Linked DNA regions of Mus musculus: region 2 is linked to region 1. A link is a contact called in public HiChIP or PLAC-seq data. All regions are on one chromosome and are shown on one strand. The core of a region is the stretch at or near the end of the contact, and the rest is flanking DNA. Distances in the headings are between cores, read along the strand shown. Region 1 overlaps Ankrd55 (ankyrin repeat domain 55). Region 2 has its middle 24 kb from the start of Il6st.

Evidence for each region. HiChIP or PLAC-seq counts read pairs in DNA pulled down with a chosen protein or histone mark.
Region 2: an H3K4me3 HiChIP or PLAC-seq map of microglia shows a contact between it and region 1, with 6 times the contacts expected there. The contact joins two enhancer-like sites. A contact is called at or near these places in 2 of 15 datasets of contacts at CTCF or cohesin (CD8 T cells and the NIH/3T3 cell line), 12 of 484 Hi-C or Micro-C datasets (bone marrow-derived macrophages, cerebellar granule neurons, cranial neural crest and 7 more), 10 of 115 datasets of contacts at active chromatin or transcription factors (CD8 T cells, bone marrow-derived macrophages, embryonic fibroblasts and 5 more) and 4 of 9 other capture datasets (adipose tissue, bone marrow-derived macrophages, liver and 1 more).

What each region holds. Positions count from the first base shown.
Region 1 is chr13:112,335,578-112,339,709 of GRCm38.p6, forward strand. It overlaps Ankrd55 (ankyrin repeat domain 55), which reads left to right. Exons shown (of 11, transcript NM_029898.3): 5 at 638-698. Among named protein-coding and RNA genes, the nearest start is that of Gm41065, 18 kb to the right of the region's middle. Within about 2 kb of position 1,779, at least 19 of the 459 cell types and tissues checked have an H3K27ac peak or open chromatin away from gene starts, as enhancers often do. A contact at or near this core is called in CD8 T cells, bone marrow-derived macrophages and microglia, where this site is marked.
Region 2 is chr13:112,438,276-112,442,379 of GRCm38.p6, forward strand. No RefSeq gene overlaps it. Among named protein-coding and RNA genes, the nearest start is that of Il6st, 24 kb to the right of the region's middle. Within about 2 kb of position 1,851, at least 185 of the 459 cell types and tissues checked have an H3K27ac peak or open chromatin away from gene starts, as enhancers often do. A contact at or near this core is called in CD8 T cells, bone marrow-derived macrophages and microglia, where this site is marked.

The DNA of each region.
Region 1 (4,132 bases), core at 529-3,028:
GACCAGCACTTATTGCTCCCAAAGACAGGAAGCTTAGGCACAAAGATGGTAAGCAACTTGGCTCAGAGCACAGAGTTTGGCAGGACTGACATGTGAACCCAGACTGTCTGGCTCCAGAGCCTGGCCCTTGAACCAGTGCCACCAACCGCCTCTATCTCATGGAGGGAGTATTGACCTCAGACAACCAAGTTCAGGGCAGTGAGACTGAACTTGAGAATCACTGGCTGTTGTTGCTCGATGAATCCTGTCACTGCCTGCTCAGATGTCCCTGTGTTACCAGTGTGTGGAGATGTAAACACAAGCACCCCGAGTGTGGTTATGCAAAGGAATAAAAGCCAGGCAGCACATGATGTTGGCTACTGAAGTACTATGTGGGTGACAGAGAGTGAGGCTAAAGGCTCGATGTCTTGCCTCGCCTTCATCCCCAGGAGCACTAGAATGGCAAGAAGCTGGAGTAGACAGGTGTGCTCCTCTGTTTTTCCTGCTAACGGCTTCCCATGCTCCTTTTCTCGGATAGATGGGAAGGACCTTGTTTCATTCGGAGGCCTCCAACTCCACCCATGGTGTTGGGCTTTAGTATCCATTCAGAGCACCCTTGGCTGTCCGGGCTGTTGATCCACTCTGTCCTTCCCAACAGGCTCCTCATAGTCCTGCTGCAGCAGTCCAGCCTCAGTGAGATCAACCATCAAGACACAGAGGTGAGTCGACTGTCCCCAGCCACATTCTGCATGTGGGGATGGAAGACATTCTTTGCACACCCCTCTAGTGGGCAAGCCTCTCTTCTCCTACCTTCAGACAGAGCTCTAGCATGCCGGGTGTGAGCAGGCTCTACCATGAAGAGGTTTTTCTTGCATTGAGTTCTTGGGTGTATTAATTATATGACTGAAATTTTGTTACTTCCCTCTGGGCATTCCTTCTCCTGTCTTCTAGAGTGCCCCCCACTCAGATGTAAATAACAAGCAATGGTTCAGATGTGTTTTTTTCTGAATTAGAAGGACAGACAAAATAGTTCCAGGTCAGCATTGCTAGTCCTTGTTAATCACGACTGTTGCTTTCCTTCACATTGCTAAGGCAGCCTTGCAGAAGGCTTCTGAGTCAGCAGTCCTCATCTTTGAACAGAGTTCCAGGTCAGACCCTTCAGTGTTGCCCCAGAGCAGCTAAAGGGTTTCTTATAGTTATTTACTATACCTATGTCAAGTTGTTCAAGGACCAGGGCTGATTTTCATCAACTAATAGATTTCTATTACAAGCATCCCAAATCCAACTGAAAGACCCCGGGGCCCTTAGTGGGCTTTCTATATAAACATATGCTTGGCTAAGTTACCCTTCAGTAAGAAGGGTCGGTAATATTGAGAAAAGTCTAGAGTAAAGTCATGCATACACAAGATTCACACTAGACTGGTTTTGATAGACCCAGCTAGTCATAGACATTGAGTTAGGAGTCAGGCCCTCATAGCTTCATCCTGGTTTACATCTCTGCCCTCAGATGTCTTGAGCCTATCATCAAAGGCCTCTCGCTGATCATCCTGATGACCACACCCAAAAGCCCCTGTTTGCAGCTTGGGTTTGAGGTTGAACCTCTCCCTGATTTGTGGGGTCACACACTGTCTACACTCCACAGATCTTCAATGACCCAAAGGCAAACCTCAGAAGACAGGAGCGCACTTTTTTGGACTTCCGCTTTAAAAAGGAGAATCAGGGTCAAGATGGGTGCACTGATCAGTCTGTGCCCACGTGTGAAGCAGAGTGCTGCGTCTGCACGCTGGGGATGTCTAGACCCTAAGTTAGCTACCAACCACTTCCCCTACCTCAAAGTGGGTCTTATTTAGGCAGCTGGTGACTCAGCCATTCATACTCTAAAGCCAGATTCCAACTCTGGCTACTTCGAAGCTGAACTAGTAGTGTCCCAAGCAAATCATAGTTCTCCATCGCCCTACTCCACCCACCGAAGCCGAGATGAACACAGATCTTTAAAAGACCTCTGGTTCTTCTTCAGGCAAAGTGATCTCTGTTTAAACAAACAAACAACTGAGAGGCAGAGTGGTGCATGCCTTTGATCCCAGGATAACTCAGGAGTCAGAGGCAGGAGGATCTCTGTGAGTTCAAGACCAGCCTGGTGTATATATCAAACTCCAGAACTACATAGAGAGATCCTCTCAAAACAACAATAACAAAAATCTCCCTTGCTATCACAGCAGCATTTTGACCAACCAAATTCTAAGCTGAGAAAACAGTAGTCTTAAAGGTGATATGTTCTATCCAATGTCACAGTTTCCTCTTAAACCAGTGTCTCGGCAGGTCTGCATCCAACTGAAACGACCCTCTAATTAGCTTTCCTATTGTAGAAACAGGAGTGTGGCCTGTGGGCAGTGAGGTACCTTGGCAGTTAGGATGGCCACACAACATTTGTCTTTCAAATTTAGCTTGGTTTATCCACACCCTTATAATACTATGCTACAGACATCTCCCCAAGCAAGGAACCATTGGTTGGGCAGGAACTATTACTGAAGGATGTGACTGGGGATTTTTCTAAGGTGAGGACACTTCAGGAGCTTTGCCAGCTCAACCCACCTCCGCAGTAGAGTCCTTCATTGTGGGTGGCCAGCAGCACAGCACTGGTGCAGGTTTTAGGTCTTGGCCAATGGCTAATGCTAGCAGTTGAGCAGATATATGTGAGTTCAGCAACCGCGCCAGAAGTTCAAAGGTCACTGGAGCCAGGACCACACACAGAGGCCAGCCTCAGGTCCTCTGCCGATGAGTATCATCAACACAGAGGCTATGGAAGCCCTGTCTTGGGTGCATGGCAGTAAGATCTTAGAGATCATTTCCCAAGTTCCAAGTTGTGTATCATTTCACTGGGAGTTATCAGGGTTCACAGCTTGGGGCTAGTTCACGAACACATCAATTTGTCACTTTGTGATGGTACATGGCTGCTCCATTAACACATTAGAACTTGCTTCTATTTCTTGCCGGAGCTTCTTGGTGGCAGGCTTACAGGCTTACTCTAAGTCACACAAAATGGTTTTTAAGTTACACATAATGGTTCCTCTAATGTTTCCAAACCCGTGTTTTCCATACTGTGTGCATCTATATGAACCCATGCAAATTTAATATAGAGTCAGATCTCTGTATTTATGGGGAACTAGCCCTGAGCTCTACCAACAATCAGAAGTTCGAGTCTATAAAACAGTAGTTTTGCCAATAACTTATGCTCATCTTTTCTCAGACCTCAGATCTCAAGAGTGATGGCAATAAATTTCTGAGGCACTGCAAGGGATGTGTAACAGTTGTTAGACGGCACCGTTTAATGACAGGAAAGAAGTCTGTGCATGATTAGGGCTTCTGATCTTCACAAATAGTTTCAACCCTCATTTGGTTGAATTCATGGATATGAAGCCCACAGATGGGAAGAGTCATGAAAAGAAGAAAGGGGAAAATAATTTCTGAAAAAAATTCTAAAAACTAGAATGTGATGCTCTTATGTCAAGAAAATGGGTATCATTTTAGGGATTGTCCTATGTGAGTTCATGACCTGAAACAATTCTTCTGGGGTCCAGTTTTTATATACTCATATTTTCTTTCTATTCAGTAATTTCAATGCTACACGTAATATTAGAAAGCCCCTCCCTCACTAATTCCAGCCCACTACACGGGCCTCCAAGTAATCATGTTACCTACCCCATCTTCCCATGTAGTCATAGAAACCAGACTAGGACACAGAAGGTATGGCACTCTGTGTGTTGTTCGTTGAGTTTATTCTTTCAGCTCTCCATGTTCATGGCTAGCAATCTTGCCCACACTAGGAAAACACTTTGGTCTATTTCTCTGTTCCCCTGTGAATGGATACTCAGGTTGCCTCCAGTTTTTCAACCATCCTAACACTAATCTAAAGATGGAGTCTTATGCAAGTCTCCTTGAGTCCCTTATGGAAGACTTTCTCTAGAAAAATTATTTCTGGGTAATAGCATGTTCATTTTTAGTTTAATACATACTGCCTACTTGTTTCCCAAAACACCAATTTATATAGCTTGGTCAATAGACTAAGTAGCGTCTTCTCCAAGCATTGTTGAGTTATACATATTTGCATTCATCACTTGAGACTGCGTCTTCCATGCATTTCATGATCTACCTC
Region 2 (4,104 bases), core at 601-3,100, 100 kb after region 1:
CCACCAGCCACCAGCGACAGCAACACCGTGAACTTACTACATGTTTGATTTCGAATTAGTTTTTGGTGGCTGCATGTTCAGAAACCTTGCATTGTTCCCAAAATTTTGGGGACGACTGACCTCTGGTCACATGACCGCAGATGAGGTCACAACCTATAGTTAGAGAAGCTCAGCTTTAGTTCATAGTCCCGTTGGCAGAATAATTTGATATTAGGCAACTGTGATTGGAAGGTTGTCTGTGCAACATGAATGAAGGTCCTGAGCTGATACGAAGAAGAAGAGAGTAATGGGTGAGTTTGCATTATAGTAACTCATTCTTGTGGTGACTGGTCTAGCCACGTGAGACTCGCTCTAGTTCACAGAGGTCTAATTTAGTCTAGAGAGATATAACTCAGTCTCTTGAGAAAAGACAGAAACTTGCTTGTGAGCTCGATGCTCCATGACTTCATCACCTAGAAAATGCCCCACCCCCGACCTTGACACATTAAGGAATCAAGATTCGGCATGAACAAACCTCAGTACCTTCTTTTATGACCGTGGTCTTCTAGAAAATTCTCACTTGATCCTAAAAGTAAACTAGATATTTCTCCAAGTGTCTGTTATCTAGGTTTTTTAAGGCTTTCTCTCTAAAAGTCATGTGCTACCAGATGAGAGAAATAAGTGCTCTTTACCACCACCATGCTAGGGATGGCAGCCTTGGCCGAACCCAAACTTCTAACCAACCCTATCAAACTTCAAACGTCAGGCTTGCAAGTCAAGTCATCCTGGATTGTCCAGCCCTGCCTGTCCTGCTGATGGATACCAGGAAAAGTTTATCAGATCGTTAATTGCTAGGAGGGCCCAGCGCACCAAATTCCATGGGCATGTGGTCGTTGGCTGTATAAGAAAGCCAGCTAAGCATGCGCCTGAGAGATCCAGCCAGCAAGCACTTTTTGTCCACGTTTCAAGTTTCTACTTGAGTCCTCTTCCTGACTCCCCAAAAGGATGGGCTGTAACCTGTAAGCAGAAATGCATCCTCCCCGCCCCCACCCCACCCCCACTGAATTGCTTTGAATCAGAATGCTGTCTCATAGCAACCGAAAGAAAACCAGAGTTAACAGTCTAAAACAGGAATTTTTGTGACCTCCATGTGTGGTTCCAGGGATTCAGGAATTCAGAAGGAAGCAACAATTCCAACCACTCTAGAGTCGCCATCCCCGAAGGCAAAGAGACTTACTAAGTGGGCAGATAACCGAGATTATCATAGATGATTGCAAATTCCCTGAAGAAAAGAAACAGGATGTGCTGAGAGCGGCCAGGATCAAGATACAGATAACAGAAAGGAAGCCTGGGTGCCACCAGCTGCACACACGTGCTAAGAGAGAGGGAAAGAGGAAACTGCAATCTAGAAGCCCCCGGGGTTGAAGCGCTCTTGCTATGTTATAGGGAAGGGAAACGCACGAGCCTGGAAGAAATAACAAAGAATCAGTAGAAGAGGGAGTGGAAAGGACAGACTCCAGGCCAGGCAGAGCTGGAGTTTTATTCCAACTACTAGAGTTCTGAAAGTCTTCATTAAAGAAGTGCATCCCGGTTTACATTAAACATTAATCTGCGAACTTAATAGAAGAGGAAGCGGCATTCAGGAAGCTATTAGAAGAGCCGTTAGTGAGAGTTGCTGTGGATAACAGGGAAGATGGAGAAGTCACGGTCTGACTTCTCAGAGAGATGAATAAGTTCTCACTGGGGTGAGCCGCTACTTTGCAACTTTTCTCTCCCAAATAGAGGATGTGGGCGTGGCCCTTGCCCCAGTAAGCGAGGAGGGGGCGTGGCCCTTGCCCCAGTAAGTGAGGAGGGGGCGTGGCCCTTGCCCCAGTAAGTGCTGAGGAAGACAAAGACGGTGGCTTAGGCAGAGAGAAGGGGAACTGGGTGAGCAAAGGTGGCAGATCACTGACCACAAAAAATCAGTTCAGCCCACAGCTATCTTGGGCAAGCTCCTGGCCGGGGACCAGGACAGAAGAAACAGTGCAGCCCCAGGCATTTCCTTCAGCCCTTCCCAGATAGGCAACAACTCCTACTCCGCCCTCCTTTGTCTCAGCCTTTACATTGGTTAACTCTTTTTGTTGAAGGATCCAGAGGGGAATGAGTGATTTTGCATTTTTTATGCATTTCAGCAACAACCAGTATCCCCGGAACAGAAATGAGATAGAACGGTTTGGAAGAGTTTAGATCACTACCAGGTTATCCAGATTATCCACTTAGAAAACCCAGCCGCTCCAGTTATAAAGCTTTTGGTAATACAAAGAAAGTTACACAGTACACAGTAATACAAAATATGCAGTAACTAATACGTGTATCATATATGAGTGTTTTAGTTAGGGTTCTATTGCTGTAAAGAGAGCTCATGGCCACGGCAACTCTTATAAAGAAAAGCATTCAACTGGGTCTGGCTTTTAGTTCCGAGTTTAGGCCACTATCATCGTGGCGGGAAGCACGGTGACAGACGTGGTGCTGGAGGAGTTGAGAATTCTACATCTGAATCCACAGGCAGTAGGAAAAGACAATGAACCACTCGGCCTGCCTTAAACTTCTAAGGTCTCAAAGCCCACCCCCCAGTGACACATTTCCTCTAACAAAGCTATACCTACTTCAACAAGGCTACACCTAATAGTGTCTCTCCCTATGAGCCTGTGGGGGCCATTTTTGTTAGCATTCCTTCTAGGCTTTGCCCTACAGTTACTGGGCAACAGTCAGGTGTGTCTGACTCACTATAAAACCGGCTGTTTGTCTCCTCCTCACTCGTCCTCTCTTCCCTGTCCCTACTCCCTTTCTCTCCCCTTCCCATCCCCCCGCCCCCCTGTGCCTCCCCCCCCCCCATTTCTACTCCTCTTCAACTCCCCTTCTCATGCCCTAACTAAACTCTATTCCATACTCTATTCCATACTCTATCCACCGTATTTCTAGTCCCTCAGAGGAAAGAGTTGTCTTAGCATGGACCCCCAGAGGCACCCCCTTCCACCTCACCATACCTAGCTTCTACCAAACATGTCCTGGCTCGCTCTTGCTCTTCCTTCCTTCCTTCCTTCCTTCCTTCCTTTCTTTCTTTCTTTCTTTCTTTCTTTCTTTCTTTCTTTCTTTCTTTCTTTCTTATTAAACACAACATTTTTTATTTATACCACCTCAATCAGAAAAGTTGTATGATACAGAAGAAATACTCATTTGTGATTCAAAAATATTAAAAACCAGTAGAAATGACCTAAGCAAGATCTACATGAATTTAGGCACATAAACAATAGAGAAATTGTAAAAAAAAAATCTAACAACATAATTATAATAATTGAAGGAATATATATTTCTAAAACACAGTCTATAAATTTGATCCAAATCTAATTGAAAAGATGGTTTTATGAACCTGTGATAATGATGTTAAAATAGATGAAAAATTAAGCATTAAACATAGTAAGAGAAATACTGGAAGAGAAAAGCTGGAAGCACCAAAAAGAAATTAAGGTAGCATTGGTTTGAGGCCAAACATAAACAAATAAACAAACAAATAGATCTCTTAGGAAAAACTCAAAACAGACTACAAAAGATATGACAATTCAACTTCCAGGTGGTGAAGTATCTGGTACAAACAACTGCTCCAATATTGAGCCAATTATTCATGTTCTAAGACTGGATTGTAAAGATACTGGACAAGCAGAGAGTCATGTCAAGATGTTTTATTGTGGGATTAACTCTAAAACTAAAAACTTAGATGCAAATCACAAATTGTTGAACCTCCATAATTTAACAAAACAGAAGATATCTAAGATTTTCAAGAACTATAATCCTAATGAGGGTGGCTCTCCAGCAGCCATGACAAACTGGGTTTACCTGAAAGCGGGGCTGGAAACGGAAAAAGAGATGGGAAGTGGGAGAAGAGTGAAGCCAAGACAAGATTCTGAACAAGGCACCAAGGTTTTTGTTTGTTTGTTTTGTTTTTTAATATTCAGCTCTGCATTTCTAGAGCCCACAAACCCATCCTTTGTTTCAGCTGGAGTATGTTGCAAAGCAAGGTCAGTCTATTCTAAGTTCTCATGAAGCAGCCTCTATTAAGCAGTTCATGAAGCTAAGAAAGAACTATCA